Linked DNA regions of Hordeum vulgare: region 2 is linked to region 1. A link is a contact called in public Hi-C data. All regions are on one chromosome and are shown on one strand. Each heading gives the region's core, a stretch centred on a gene start, on an enhancer-like site or on the middle of the called end of the contact. The rest is flanking DNA. Distances are from core to core; before and after follow the strand shown. Region 1 holds the start of LOC123399915 (transcription factor MYB20-like). Region 2 has its middle 30 kb from the start of LOC123396815.

What was found. Hi-C and Micro-C count contacts between places; a contact is called where the count stands out from the background.
Region 2: a contact with region 1 is called in a Hi-C map of leaf, with 2.8 times the contacts expected there. The contact joins the enhancer-like site here to the promoter of LOC123399915 in region 1. A contact is called at or near these places in 4 of 6 Hi-C or Micro-C datasets (leaf and seedling).

Annotation. Positions count from the first base shown.
Region 1 is chr5H:423,974,704-423,981,431 of MorexV3_pseudomolecules_assembly, forward strand. LOC123399915 (transcription factor MYB20-like) reads left to right here and starts at 3,605. Exons shown (of 2, transcript XM_045094297.1): 1 at 3,605-3,961; 2 at 4,090-5,102. The coding sequence starts at 3,829. The coding sequence ends at 4,802.
Region 2 is chr5H:424,178,093-424,184,820 of MorexV3_pseudomolecules_assembly, forward strand. No RefSeq gene overlaps it. Among protein-coding and RNA genes, the nearest start is that of LOC123396815, 30 kb to the right of the region's middle. Within about 2 kb of position 3,404, at least 3 of the 3 cell types and tissues checked have open chromatin away from gene starts, as enhancers often do. A contact at or near this core is called in leaf and seedling, where this site is marked.

The sequences.
Region 1 (6,728 bases), core at 2,355-4,854:
TTGTCAACCCCCAACGCTCTCCTGCGGCACCGATCGGCGTCAGTCAAGGTCTCCAGCCTGCCAAAATCGGGTCCAGAGAAGATCGAGAAGGCTGCGGCCGCGGACCTCTGAATTATTGACTGCTGCTACTTATTTGTTTCTATCTTAATCGTGTTCATTAACAATATCCCCTTTGCAGGTGACACCTGAATCCCTAAAGTAACAACTCCGACTGAACTCTTCAAAGGTCAAGCTCACAAAAACCGCGTTTGCCCCGCTGAAGAAGAGGATGAAGCTGCTAATTAATTAGATCGAGAAATGGTCGTAATGTAGGATTGGTCACAAGCTTGATTAAATATTGTTCTGAGTATGTTCGTGTTGTTCAACTCTACCTAGTTAAGTTTGCTCTGTCCAAACTGTCTGCTTAGAGCATCTCTTACCGATCCCTTATAATTTAAAGGAGTATACGAGTTCTTATCGTTTAGAGGAGTAAATTTGCTCTTTAATAATGTGTGGTTTCTAACCGAACCACTAAACGTAAGTCCTTGACAAAAATTGGAGACAAATTCAGTGTAAATTTGATACAAACTACTTCATCAAACTTGATTCTAATTCGATTGCATACACAATTTTATTCCCAGTCTTCCCGCAAATCGAGTGCGGAGATCACCCGGGGGTTGATAGGGGCCAACTACGATAAGACGTCGGATAAGTTCAGCCGCCGACACGTCATGGTGCGACACGATGTCGTACTCCCGAGCCACCAATTGGATGGAGCCTATCTAAATGCGCTTGTGGGTGTTGTGGTCGGTGAACGCCCGCTGCCGCATGCCGATGTATTTCCTCTGCGGCATCGGTGGCAGTGGCAGGTCGGGAATCGGGATGCACCGACGCGGGAGCAGGACGCATCGTCGCGACCATAGGATCTAGACCGCGCGTGGTGGCGTGGATCGATGCTCCTGATCGGTGCGGGGAGTGGCGGCAGCTGGGTCCGACCATTTTGGGTTGCGGGGCTATGTTGGAGTGGATGTGGGGTGGATGTGTGGGCGCGTCGCCTGGGCTTGGGCTGCGGCGAAATAGGTAAAGGGTGGTGGGAGTGAGGATTTGTACTCCGGTGACGCGCGACCGAGTATATTTAAGGGTCAAGGCGGCCGTGGAGTAAAAAGTATCCTTCTCTAATGCCTTTAGGAGATCGGTTAGGTGCACATTACATGAGAATCCCCCCCCCCCCATCTTCTAACCGATTATAAGGGATTGATTAGAGATGTTCTTAGATCTATTAATTATCCCTTCTTTTTTGGAGCGTTGTCACTTGTGAACTATAGATGACATCCCATGCATTGTTGCGGGGTTATTTCAATGATGTTTTATTGTATGGAATATGAATATTTAGATAAATAATATGGGGAAACTAAAAAATCATATGCTTTTTTGTGTTTAATTGTTCTATAGTTGTAAAATATGTATTAAATGTCTCATGCATGTTTGGACCTTTTCTTATGCATGATTGAGGTGAGATGCTTGCATGTTGAAGAAAATAAATTAACGGGGCTAACTATTTAGATATAAAAGAACTTGTCACTTGAGAGTACAATAAATGTTGGCAAGAGTGCGTACGTAGGGGAGTTGTTATCACCATCAAAGTAAGGTTTGGGCACTGCCTAGGTTGTATACTTGCACCATATTTTGGATGATGGGCACTATTATTAATACCGAGTATACCTCCCCAAACGTAACAACCTAGGTCAAGATCCAGTTAAGACATTGAGTTTGCACACAACACAATTATTCATAAAAATAATGACACCCAAATGTCATGTTGAAACGGTCAATAATGGAGCAACAGCCATCACTATTGACAATAGTGTTTGGCAACGTAACAAATCTTTCTTCAAAAGCTGCAGCTCCAAAAATGAAATGACACTTGTGTGGCACATCGTCCGTTCCAACCTTTAAAGGTTAGATTATGTGTTTTCTCCTGAAGAGCGGGTCCAAGCAATATATGGGCAATGCTTCAACAAAAGAACCGCCAATACAAACACCACACCACCATTGCCACATGCAAAGTATAAAGATTGGGCCTAGAGTTTCCACCTTGAAGACTGAGATCCAGTTTCGAGAGAATCACAAAACTGAAGTCGTGTTGTGCTACCGCATTACTTGTCGATCCAACATCATCATACTTCCTAGCCTTGATAACAACTTTTGAACATGAACCAACACCACATATATTCACGGATTATGGACCTTCTAGTGAACCGTCCGTCAACCATAAAGCCATAAGCCTCGTGCATGAGATCTTGCGATCTTGCACATATCTGAATTAAAACCTCAATGATAGTTAGTTTAAAAGATCATTGATCAATCCAAGGTACCCTCGGATGAGATGGCCATAGCAACGCCCGATCAAACACAAGCCAGTAACAGAAAGAAGACACTAACATGCGTCGTAGCTAAGAAGAACTTGCCACACAACCTATTGATTTATGAAGTTTTCACGATAATGTTATTGAAGTTGCCAAGTGGCAAATTTGGTATCAACATAGTGAAGGCTTGGCAATTAGAACGACAACTTTAACAATCATGAGATGACAACTTTAGGGCCTGATTTTTTTTATCGAAAAGGACTACCGAACATTAGGAAGCATTTCTTTAGTAGGCTTTGCAACTACACATAATGGCGGAGATTAAATCTTAGCATCTATAAATTGCAACATTACTAATTTTTTTATCTTTTCGGAAAGGAGGGTGAAACTCTTTGCCTGCATCATTGTAATGCACACAACTATCTTTATCGAAGTTGATCCCATGTAATTATGACAAAGTCATCAATAAACAAAGTACAAAATATAGACAATTACATACCATATATAAATTTAACGAGTATGACTAGGCCTTCTTTCTAGAGAAAAAAAATACATGAATTTAACACATCCGACTAAGTCCATTTAGAAAAAGTATACAAGATGCAGGATCTTGGGAAGCAAAAAAGTTTAAAAGCCACACAAATGATAATGACTCGACTAAGTCCATTGGAGAAATAATCCTACAAGATGCCGGATCTTGATATAAGGGAAGCCAGTATAGTTAGCAAGTTGTGTTCAAAAAATAACAATATAATTAGCAAGTTTTTTTTCTCAGAAAAACAAATAAATGTAATTAACAACTTTAGAAGCTAAACAAGTGATAAGGACTCAATGGAATGGGCACATTACATGCCCCAAGAATAACCCCGCTGGAAACCCTTGATTGAGCAACAAACGATGATCCAAATAAAAGCTTGAAAGCTTAGCAGGGCAGCACTTGCAACGCAAGCAAAAGGGACCCATGAGCAGCAAGCAGCCCGGCAAAAAAGCGGCGACGCCGACGCCGGGGCCCCACGCGCCAGTCTCCGCGGCGCCGCGACACGTCATCCTTAGCTTAGAGCTCCAGCACTGGTCCATGGTCCATCCTCCGCGCGCACACGCGCTAGCCGCACTGCGATTGTAGTAAAAAAAAAAAATCTACTTCTAGTTAGTCGCCGCGCCAGTCGCCAGTTGATGGTGCCCCCGCAAATAAGCTTCAGCCACCGGCCCCTTTGTCCTCTTCTACCTCCTCCGCCCTTTATAAAGGAAGGTGGCAATGGCGTCGTCTCACCATGTAGCTAAAGCTAAAGCGCCATTTGCGAGCTAGCTAGCTAGCTATTGTGTACTTGTGCCACAACCGAAACAGAGCTAAAAAATATAAAGGCAGCTGCTTGCTACGAGCTTAATTTGGTTTGGTTAGTTGGCTCGACGTACGTCGCTTGGTGGTTTTCCCTTGCGGGTGAAGTGATCTTTGTGTGTGTGCAAGCAAAGCTCGCTCGTGGCAATGGGGAGGCAGCCGTGCTGCGACAAGGTGGGGCTGAAGAAAGGCCCGTGGACGGCGGAGGAAGACCAGAAGCTCGTCAGCTTCCTCCTCAGCAACGGCCAATGCTGCTGGAGAGCCGTCCCCAAGCTTGCCGGTGGGTCACTCACTGCCTAGCTAGCCAGCTAGCTACTTCGCCGGCCGGCTAGTCGGCCGGTTAGCTTGACGGCCTTTCTTGGATTGACCAATGTTTTGACGTGTTGTGACTTTTGTTTGTGTGAACAGGGTTGCTCCGGTGCGGGAAGAGCTGCCGGCTGCGGTGGACCAACTACCTCCGGCCGGACCTCAAGCGCGGGCTGCTCTCCGACGAGGAGGAGAAGACGGTGATCGACCTGCACGAGCAGCTCGGCAACAGGTGGTCCAAGATCGCGGCCCAGCTGCCCGGCCGGACCGACAACGAGATCAAGAACCACTGGAACACGCACATCAAGAAGAAGCTGAGGAAGATGGGCATCGACCCCGCCACCCACAAGCCCCTCCAGCCTGCTGCTGCTCCCCTCCAGCAGCCGCTGCGGTCTACCGGCGGCGACTCGCCGGAGCAGAAGGTGCCGGCGGCGGTGGCGGCCACGGGAAGTCAGTCAGGTGCCGAAGAGCACATGTTCTGCCCCGACGAGGTGCCGACCATGATGCAGCTTCTGGACAACATCATCTTGCCATGCGACGTCGACGAACCGGCGCCGCTGGACAGCAGCTGCGGCACAGCCTCGTCACCAGCCGAGTCGTCCTCGTCCTCGTCGTCCGCCTCGGCGGCGTCGAGCGGCGGCGGCTTCGAGGACGACTGGCTGCCGAAGATCATGGAGTGGCCGGTGGAGCCGATGTTCATGATGGGGCTGGACGTCGACGTGGTCACCGGGCCGACGTCGGCATGGGAGTTCGAGGACACCTTCAACGCGTACCAGAGGATCGCTCTGTTCGATCACCAGGAGGCATGGGCTTGAACGAAGCGGCTCGTCGTCGTCGATCCCAATATCTTATTTCTTTATTATGACGAAATTGATTAGTTGCCATGCCGCCATGCGATTGGGTGCTTTATATGTCAATTACTTCCCGGTAAAAATTCGTCGGCCGTGCACCTAGTTGGTCATAGTAGGACGATTAGTGGGAGAGTTTAGTAAGAAAATAAGCAAAGCCATGCATATCTACCCTGATTTCATTTTATTTTTTCATTTGGTACGTGGTTTATTTCTCGTCCCTCAACTCTATGTTAACTCCATATTTGGTCCCTCGACTCTTTGAAATGACGTAGGTGTAGGTGCGGCAAGCACACATGATTGCAAGTGAGATGATAGTGAAATGGAGGAAAACGGTGATATTCCCTTTTATGTATGGAATATTGAGTTATACACACCGTTTCTGTTATGGTCCATATTGTCTTTACTCCGCCTAGTTGCACGCTGAGCATTTCTTTTCCTTTTTCGGGTTTTATTTTTATGTTTGCAGGGGTTCCTTTTTCGGGTTTGACATTGAGAATTTCTAAGATAATGAAAGCCATCAAAGCTTCATCGCCCACACAGAGATCACAATATCTTGAGCACGACTGCTTTGACTGGGTAACAAAATGCTCGAAAATTCTAAACCAACGGACTTTTACCGGGGTATTACGCAAGTTCTTCCTTAAGAAATCTCCATCCCCTGAATTTTAGTGGGTGCGGGGCCCTTTCATACTGATTTCTTCCAATCAAATGCTCCTAGCTGAGCTTCCCCGTAAAAGTCCTTTATCATGTGCGCTAGCATCACTCTAAAATGCTAGCGCTAGCAATAAAATTGAGTAACATTCTGCGTTCATTTCACAATATGAACTACTGCTGGCTGACGTTCTAAAATAATTACAGCGACATTCATTGTGAAGTTGTGATCTACTAACAAAATTGAACAGGAAATTACATGATCTCTCTTGAAATAGGCTTTTGCCCCGCTTTATATATAAAGCAAATATTTCAGCATCCACACAACAGTCCAACAGAGTGATAAAACATAAAAACGCTGAGGCAACAACACGGTCACGCTCAAGAAAAGAAAAAGAAACAAAAAATGTCATCATAGGGGCAAGCTAAGCAGCATGCGAGCGAGCAGAGAGCCGTCGGGCGAACGCCATCAGCGCGTCCAAATAGCAGTGAAGCCGGTCGCGATCTCGGGTCCTAGCGAGCGGATGCCAGTGTTGCAAGAAGGCAAGGAATTTGAAGAACGAGTCAGATGCATGCCGCTGAAACACCCGCTCAATCATTTTGTTGCGAGTAGTTCAAAGAGTCCACATCATTGCTGTGAAGACCAGCCAGAACAGTCGGCACTTATGGCCAACCTGGGTGGCCCTTACCTGCAGAAATTCTGCAAGGTCATGAGCCTCCCACTCCGGTCCCAGAGCCTCACGCACAAAGCATCAAAGGGCCTGTGCCACGACGCAGGAGAATAGAATGTGAGTTCCAGTCTCCGGGATGTCGCACATGGGACACGTGTCGTTACCCGGACCATTGCGTTTCAGCACCTCGGTCCCTGAAGGAAACGGTCGCGGAGAAGCTGCCAAACGAAAATCTTAATCTTGAGGGGCAATAGTGCCTTCCAAAATGAGGATAACCACAGAAGGACCGGCATCCGGCACAGTGCCAGATAAGCCGAACTAACAGAGTATTCTCCCGAAGGAGAAAGACTCCAGGAAACACTATCGTTGACCGACGAGTCTGGGACGGGAACCATTGCCTGCAATAACTCCAAATCCTGGACCTCGGCTGGACCGAGGGGGCGGCGAAACGCAACATGCCATCTGTCCCCCAAAGAAGACGCAGAGCCAAGGACACCTGGGTCGTCGCAAATAGCAAAGAGCCTCAGAAATCGCAAGCGTAAAGGTTCTCCACCCGGCCAGGGGTCCA
Region 2 (6,728 bases), core at 2,154-4,653, 200 kb after region 1:
AGCATGCAGTGGTCCATCATTCCACGGACGGTGTGTCCAGACTTGGGATCGTAGCAGTCGAGCGACACCATGAGAGGACCTCGTGTCATACCTATCGGGAGAACGGTCAGGCAGCGAAGAGGTGATGTATGTCTCTGGTAACCTGGTCGCAGAGTGCACACCTGTCGTTGTGTGGCAGCCCACGTCGAGCGAGACGTCCGTCGTCCAACAACGATCCTGCAAGGCAAGCCACATGAAGACCTTGATGTGTAGGGGGCAGGTCTTCCATGTTAACTTTCAAGATGCATCGAGGGTAGAGCCCTCGAAGAGGGCTAGGTAACTTCCATGTTAACTTCGAAGACGTATCTATATCCGGACTCCTCAAATACATGTGTATATTCAGACGGAGGGCTCGAACAAAGACCGGTCTCAAAATCATGACATTTCAAACCAGCAACCCCATATGCATCCGACTGAAGAGGCTCGAACGTGTCCGCCATGACAGACCGACGGATCAAACCCATGCGGACACACATCAAAAAACCATTGGTTCGATGAGGATGCCAATCTGGCCAGCCGTCTAAGGGACCAAATCCTGGCCATTTAAGCCGGACGGTGAACTCCAACTATAGCCGCTCCCATTTCCACTTTCTCCCTTCCGTTCGCGTCGCCACTCCCAATCCGTTTCGAGCTTGCCGTCCACTCTCAATTACTCCAAGCTCGTCGTCTCTGGTAACCATGGTCCACCAACGGGTCGCCACTTACACGATGCTCACTCTGCAGTTTTGATCGAAACTCTTGCTTTCGTCCCATTTTATAAATGAAGCAACAACCAAACAGAGTACACGGCCAAATGATACAAGAAGATGGGATGGCCCTCATACATTGTCGATACCAAGATAACCGAACACATGCGACTATGTTATCGAAATAAAGTACATGATGAACTAAAGCAACACCACGCTAAGCTGTATAACACCTGCGCTCCACAATAACGCCCCCAAGAGGGAAACGGCGCTAATCGTCGCCGTTGCCGAGTCTACAATAGACAGAGGTTTTCACCCGGATCTCAGACATGGAGTGGAGCACCATGATGACGTCTTCAAGAAGATAACGACGCCCGCAAGCATCGTTGTTGTCGACAACAGAGCGCGAAGCTTTCGCTCCATATCTCCCCCGCGTCACCATGAGGTCTTCAAGCAAGCACGAGGAGCATTGAACTTCTGGATCCGTCTCCGGTTAGAGACAGAGAGCACGCCAGGGCCACGCGTAGCACCACCCCTTGCCGCCCACACGACCAAGAGGTAATGCCATCCCACCCACCATAGTGCCCGCCAGAAAGCCAACCATGCGGACCGCCACCCCGGCATCCATGTCCAGGACTCCACCAACCGTCCACATCATGGTGTACCTGCCACGGAAGGAGGAGTAAAAGGCGACTCCTTTCGCTCCTAGGCCGGCATCAGTCACGGAGTCTCGATGGTCGCTTCCACAGTAGGAGCCATTCGTGCCTCGATCTCCAGCCGTACCCGATGGATGGGGGAGACCCTACTCTGTGACTACCGACGGTAGCCCCGACCACCACCAATGTTGTAGCGGCTTGACACCGATCTGCCCAACATTGTAGCGGAGCCCCGACCACCACCAATGTCCACTGTACCCGCGAGGAGAGGGGCCTCACCAGCCATGGGCACCTCCTGGATCGAGCCCAAACATACCCACCCGAAGCGCGAACTCTGACCCACCCGACCACGAGCACCGACTCAAAGCCATGCTTCGGCCCAAAACCAGGGGAGGGGTCTGCTGCACTACCACCCAATGCCACCTACAGATACACGACACCCAGCACCAAGCGTTGCCTCCCCATCGACACGCACCATCTGCTCCCCGGACGCGGTCACCATAGCCATAGAGTCGCTCGACCACCCGTCCACCCCAACAAGGCGCACGCCGCCACGTCGGTCCTCTCTAGCAGCAAAAACCACTTGCGGCGGTCAACCCATGCCACCTCAGCCTGTGCCACCTGCTGAAAGCCGGCTAGAGCATCTGCACGATCCAGATCTGGGTCGGGACGCCCACTGCCGCCGCCCACGCAGGCACTCCCCACCTCGTTCCTGACGAGTAGCCGGGTGCGCGGCCACACCAGGACGCCACCGTCGCCGTCGCTTCGTGCCGTGAAGTTGTCCCGTGCCAGCCCACCGCGGGGAAGGGGAAGATGCACCGTTGCCACTAACGCCGGTCGGACTTTGCCCGACAGCGCGATCCGACGACGGCAAAGGGGGAGGCTGGAGGTGGCGGTGATAGGGTTCGCCTCCCCGTTCGCGGGAGTGGGCAAGACGAGCTTCGTCCTTGTTTGGTCCACTATTTCTGGAATATAAAGAGGTGCGCCGCTCGGATTGCAGCCAACTTATCTCTGGACTCTCCACAACACGGTGTGTCAGACGTAGAGACACGTCATGAGGATGGGGAGTGAGGTGGATCTAGCGCCTCCTATACCCGGATTCGATTAGACAATGCGTTGGTCGAGTTCATGTGGCCCAAGGGGGAGCCGCCTCCTATTTATGTTTATATTAAAAAATGAATACATACATTACCAAAAATAATGTACTTAATTTTCTTAAAATAAATCACCACAAATTTGAAAAAATGTTAACACGGTGTAAAAAATTAATGTAATTTAAAAAACATGGTGATTGCTTTCCAATAAAATCATAATATTTAGAAAACATTAATGCATTACAAAATAATGTAGGCTACGTGGATTTTTTCAGAATGTTATACAATGTAAAAAAAATGTTCATGTTATTCACTCAAATGGCACCATTTTAAGAAATATTATGTTACACTTTAAAAAGCCTTCATGTGTTAAAAGTTAAGTTTGCGAAATTTTTCAAAAGCGTATATACAATATAAAAAGTTTGCATAGTTTATAAAGTGTTTGTAAAAAATCAACGTATATTTGAAATTAATTAACACGAATTCAAAAAAAATCAAAAGCATGTATTTAAAAAGTATTAATCATGCATTTGAAAATTGTTAAACTTGTAAAAACAAATATGTAAAAAAAATCAACAATGTTCATGTAAAAAGTAGACATCAAAACGCATATTTGACAAAATCTTAATCATGTATTTAGAAAATGTTCAACATGCATAAAACATATTTCTAACGTATATGAAAAATGTGCAATGTATATGAAAAATATAGAGATGTGATAAGAAAAAGGGAAAAACGACAAAAACCGAAGAACAATAAGAAAAAGGGGAAATAAAATAAAACTAGAAAACCCCAAAGAAAACCTCTGCAAATGGTGCCTGATACGAAAATCATTGAAAGAAAAGAAATGAGCGTCTGCAGCTACAGTACTAGAAAAGCCCAGTCGCACTGCGTCACAGTCGATCCTGTTCTCGGGACCTCCTATGCCCTGCTCGTTGCTGCCAACTATCGAGCGGACGCATAGGGAGTTGCCCGGCTGAGCCAGCCCAGTTACTTCTTTTTCTTTTGTTTTTCAGCTCCTTTTTGTTTATTTCCTTTTTTTTATTATTCCTTTATTCATTTTCTTATAGAATTTGAAGCAAAAACAAAATCCATAATATTTTCTGTTTTTTTTTCAGAAAATGTTCTGAATTAGCAACAAATGTTCCAGTTCTAAAAATTGTTCACAAGTTAAAAAAATGGTTTTCGGATTTTTCAGGAATTTCAAAAATTCTGGAACATTGTTTCAAACTCCGGAACATTTTTTCAAATTCCAAAATATTTTTTGCAAATTCTGGTATATTTTTTGAAAATCTGAAACCTTTTATAGAAAAATCCGGAATGTTTCTTAAAATTCCGAAACATTTCTTCAGAATGAGGAATATCTTTCCGTATTCAGGAACATTTGTTTCAATTACGGAACATTTTTTCAGATTCTGAAACATTTTTTCAGATTCCGGAACATTTTTTAAAATCCAGAACATTTTTGTAAAAGAAACAGAAAAAAAGATACAGAAAGGATAAACGAAAAAACAATTTTTTTTAAATATCCAGAACATTTTTTGAAACAGAAACAGAAAAACCAGTTAAGTGAACCTTTTATAAGCTTTTAAAAACCGGAAAAAAATTGGGTGAAACCTCTAGAAGTTTCCCAAAACTGGGACGCTCTAATGGGTCAGCCCAATCTGGAGCGGTCGCTCTCTTCTCTGTGCGTTTGGTCGACATTTCGACGCACAAAGCGTTAAATAGAATTTTCCCCGATCTCTGCCTTGTTATAGGCGATACACAGCTCTGGTGAAAACAGTCCACGAGCGCTATGTCTCGCATTAAGTGAGACGGTAACAGCTCCCTGGTCTTGAGGGAGATCACAGATGCTGCTAGCCATTTGTGGTAAGTAGTAGGGCCGTATTTTAATTGAGGCGACTTGAGCAGTTTTCTTCTGCTTTTTGTTTTGTTTTGTTTTTTGCATTTCTTTTTCATTATTTTTTGCATCTTTTTACTTTGTTTTTCAATTTCCTTTTAATTTTGTTTCCTTTTCGGTTTTCTTTCTTCTTTTGGTTATTATTCTTTGCTTTTGCATATGTCAAGACATTTTCTAATACACTAACATTATTTCAATACTAATTAATCATTTTTGTAATACATGGTCAATATTTGTTATACATATTTTATATATTTTTCAAATGATTCAATAATATTTTTAAATACAAGAATAACATTTTGTAAAACCAGGTTAATATATATATATATATATATATAGACATTTATAAATGCTTGACTCATAGTTTTGAAATAGGCCTTCGACGGTTTGTTGACACGCTGCAAGGCAATTTTATATTGTATCTTTTTTACAAAGTAGTTCCAATTTTATGGGTTTATACACAATCCACATATTCAATAGCACCCGAGCCGTGTGTGAGTTTAGAAAACTCATGCAAAGGTCGAAGTAGTGCGGAAAACACACCCATATAATTTTTTTCAAATGAGTCATAGCCCCCAAGACTCTCGCGGGATGATCAAGAGAACCTAGCATATGATTCAAAAAAATTGATATCTTAGGAGTGTGTGCTACTTCTCAAACAACAGCCCCGCAAATTGACACGTTGACGGAGACTTGCTTGCGTCGGTTTTTCTCTTAAGGAAGAAAGGGTGATGCAGCACAAGAACAGTAAGTATTTCCCTCAGTTTGAGAACCAAGGTATCAATCCAGTAGGAGAATCTTGTCAAATCCAGAGTACCTGCGCAAACACAAACAAGCTTGCACCCAACGCTATAAAGGGGTTGTCAATCCCTTCAAGATTGATTGCAAAGTGAGATCTGAAGGCGAAAAGTGCAACGAAGTAAAAGAGTAAGGCTGAAAATATGGTGTGGAGTAGACTCGGGGGCCATAGTGTTCACTAGAGGCTTCTCTCAAAATAGCAAATATTACGGTGGGTAAACAAATTACTGTCGAGCAATTGATAGAACCGCGCAAAGTCATGACGATATCTAAGGCAATGATCATACATATAGGCATCACGTCCGAGACAAGTAGACCGATACTTTCTGCATCTACTACTATTACTCCACACATCGACCGCTATCTAGCATGCATCTAGTGTATTGAGTTCATGACGAACAGAGTAACGCCTTAAGCAAGATGACATGATGTAGAGGGATAATCTCAAACCAATGATGAAAACCCCATCTTTTTACCCTTGATGGCAACAACACGATGCGTGTCTCGCTACCCCTTCTGTCACTTGGTGAGGTCACCGCACGGTATGAACCCAAAACCAAGCACTTCTCCCATTGCAAGAATCATAGATCAAGCTGGCCAGACAAAACCCACAACTCGAAGAGAATTACAAGGATACGAAAACATGCATATAAGAGATCAGAAGAAACTCAAATAAGATTCATAGATAATCTGATCATAAATCCACAATTCATCGGATCTCGACAAACACACCGCAAAAGAAGATTACATTGGATAGATCTCCATGAAGATCATGGAGAACTTTGTATTGAAGATCCAAGAGAGAGAAGAAGCCATCTAGCTACTAGCTATGGACTCGTAGGTCTATGGTGAACTACTCACGCATCATCGGAGAGGTCATGGTGTTGATGAAGAAGCCCTCTGTATCCGTATCCCCCTCCGGTAGGGCACCAGAACGTGCCTCGGATGGGATCCTACGGAGACAGAAGCTTGTGATGGCGGAAAAGTACTTTCGATGATCTCCTGATGTTTTGTGGAATTTTTGGGAATATATAGGCGAAAGACCTAGGGCAGAGGTGGCCAGGGAGCCCACAAGCCTGGGAGGCGCGGGCCCCCCTGTCCGCGGCTAGGGGGCTTGTGGGGTCCCTGGTGGCCCCCTGCCCTGGTTCTCAGGCTCCCCGATCTTCTTTTGTTTCGGAAAAAAATCTTTTTGGAAGTTTCGTTCCGTTTGGACTCCGTTAAAAATCCTCCTCTGAAAAGGGTCAAAAACACGGAAAAAACAGGAACTGGCACTTGGCACTGAGTTAATAAGTTAGTCCCAAAAAAGATATAAAAGGCATACAGAACATCCAAAGTTTGACAAGATAATAGCATGAAACCATCAAAAATTATTGATACGTTGGAGACGTATCAAGCACCCCCAAGCTTAACTCATGCTCGTCCTCGAGTAGGGAAGTGATAAAGACTGAATTTTTGATGTGGAATGCTACCTAGCATAGTTGTCCTTTGTAACTTATTTCATGTGACATGAATGTTCAGATCCGTAAGATTCAAAACAATAGTTTTCTATTGACAT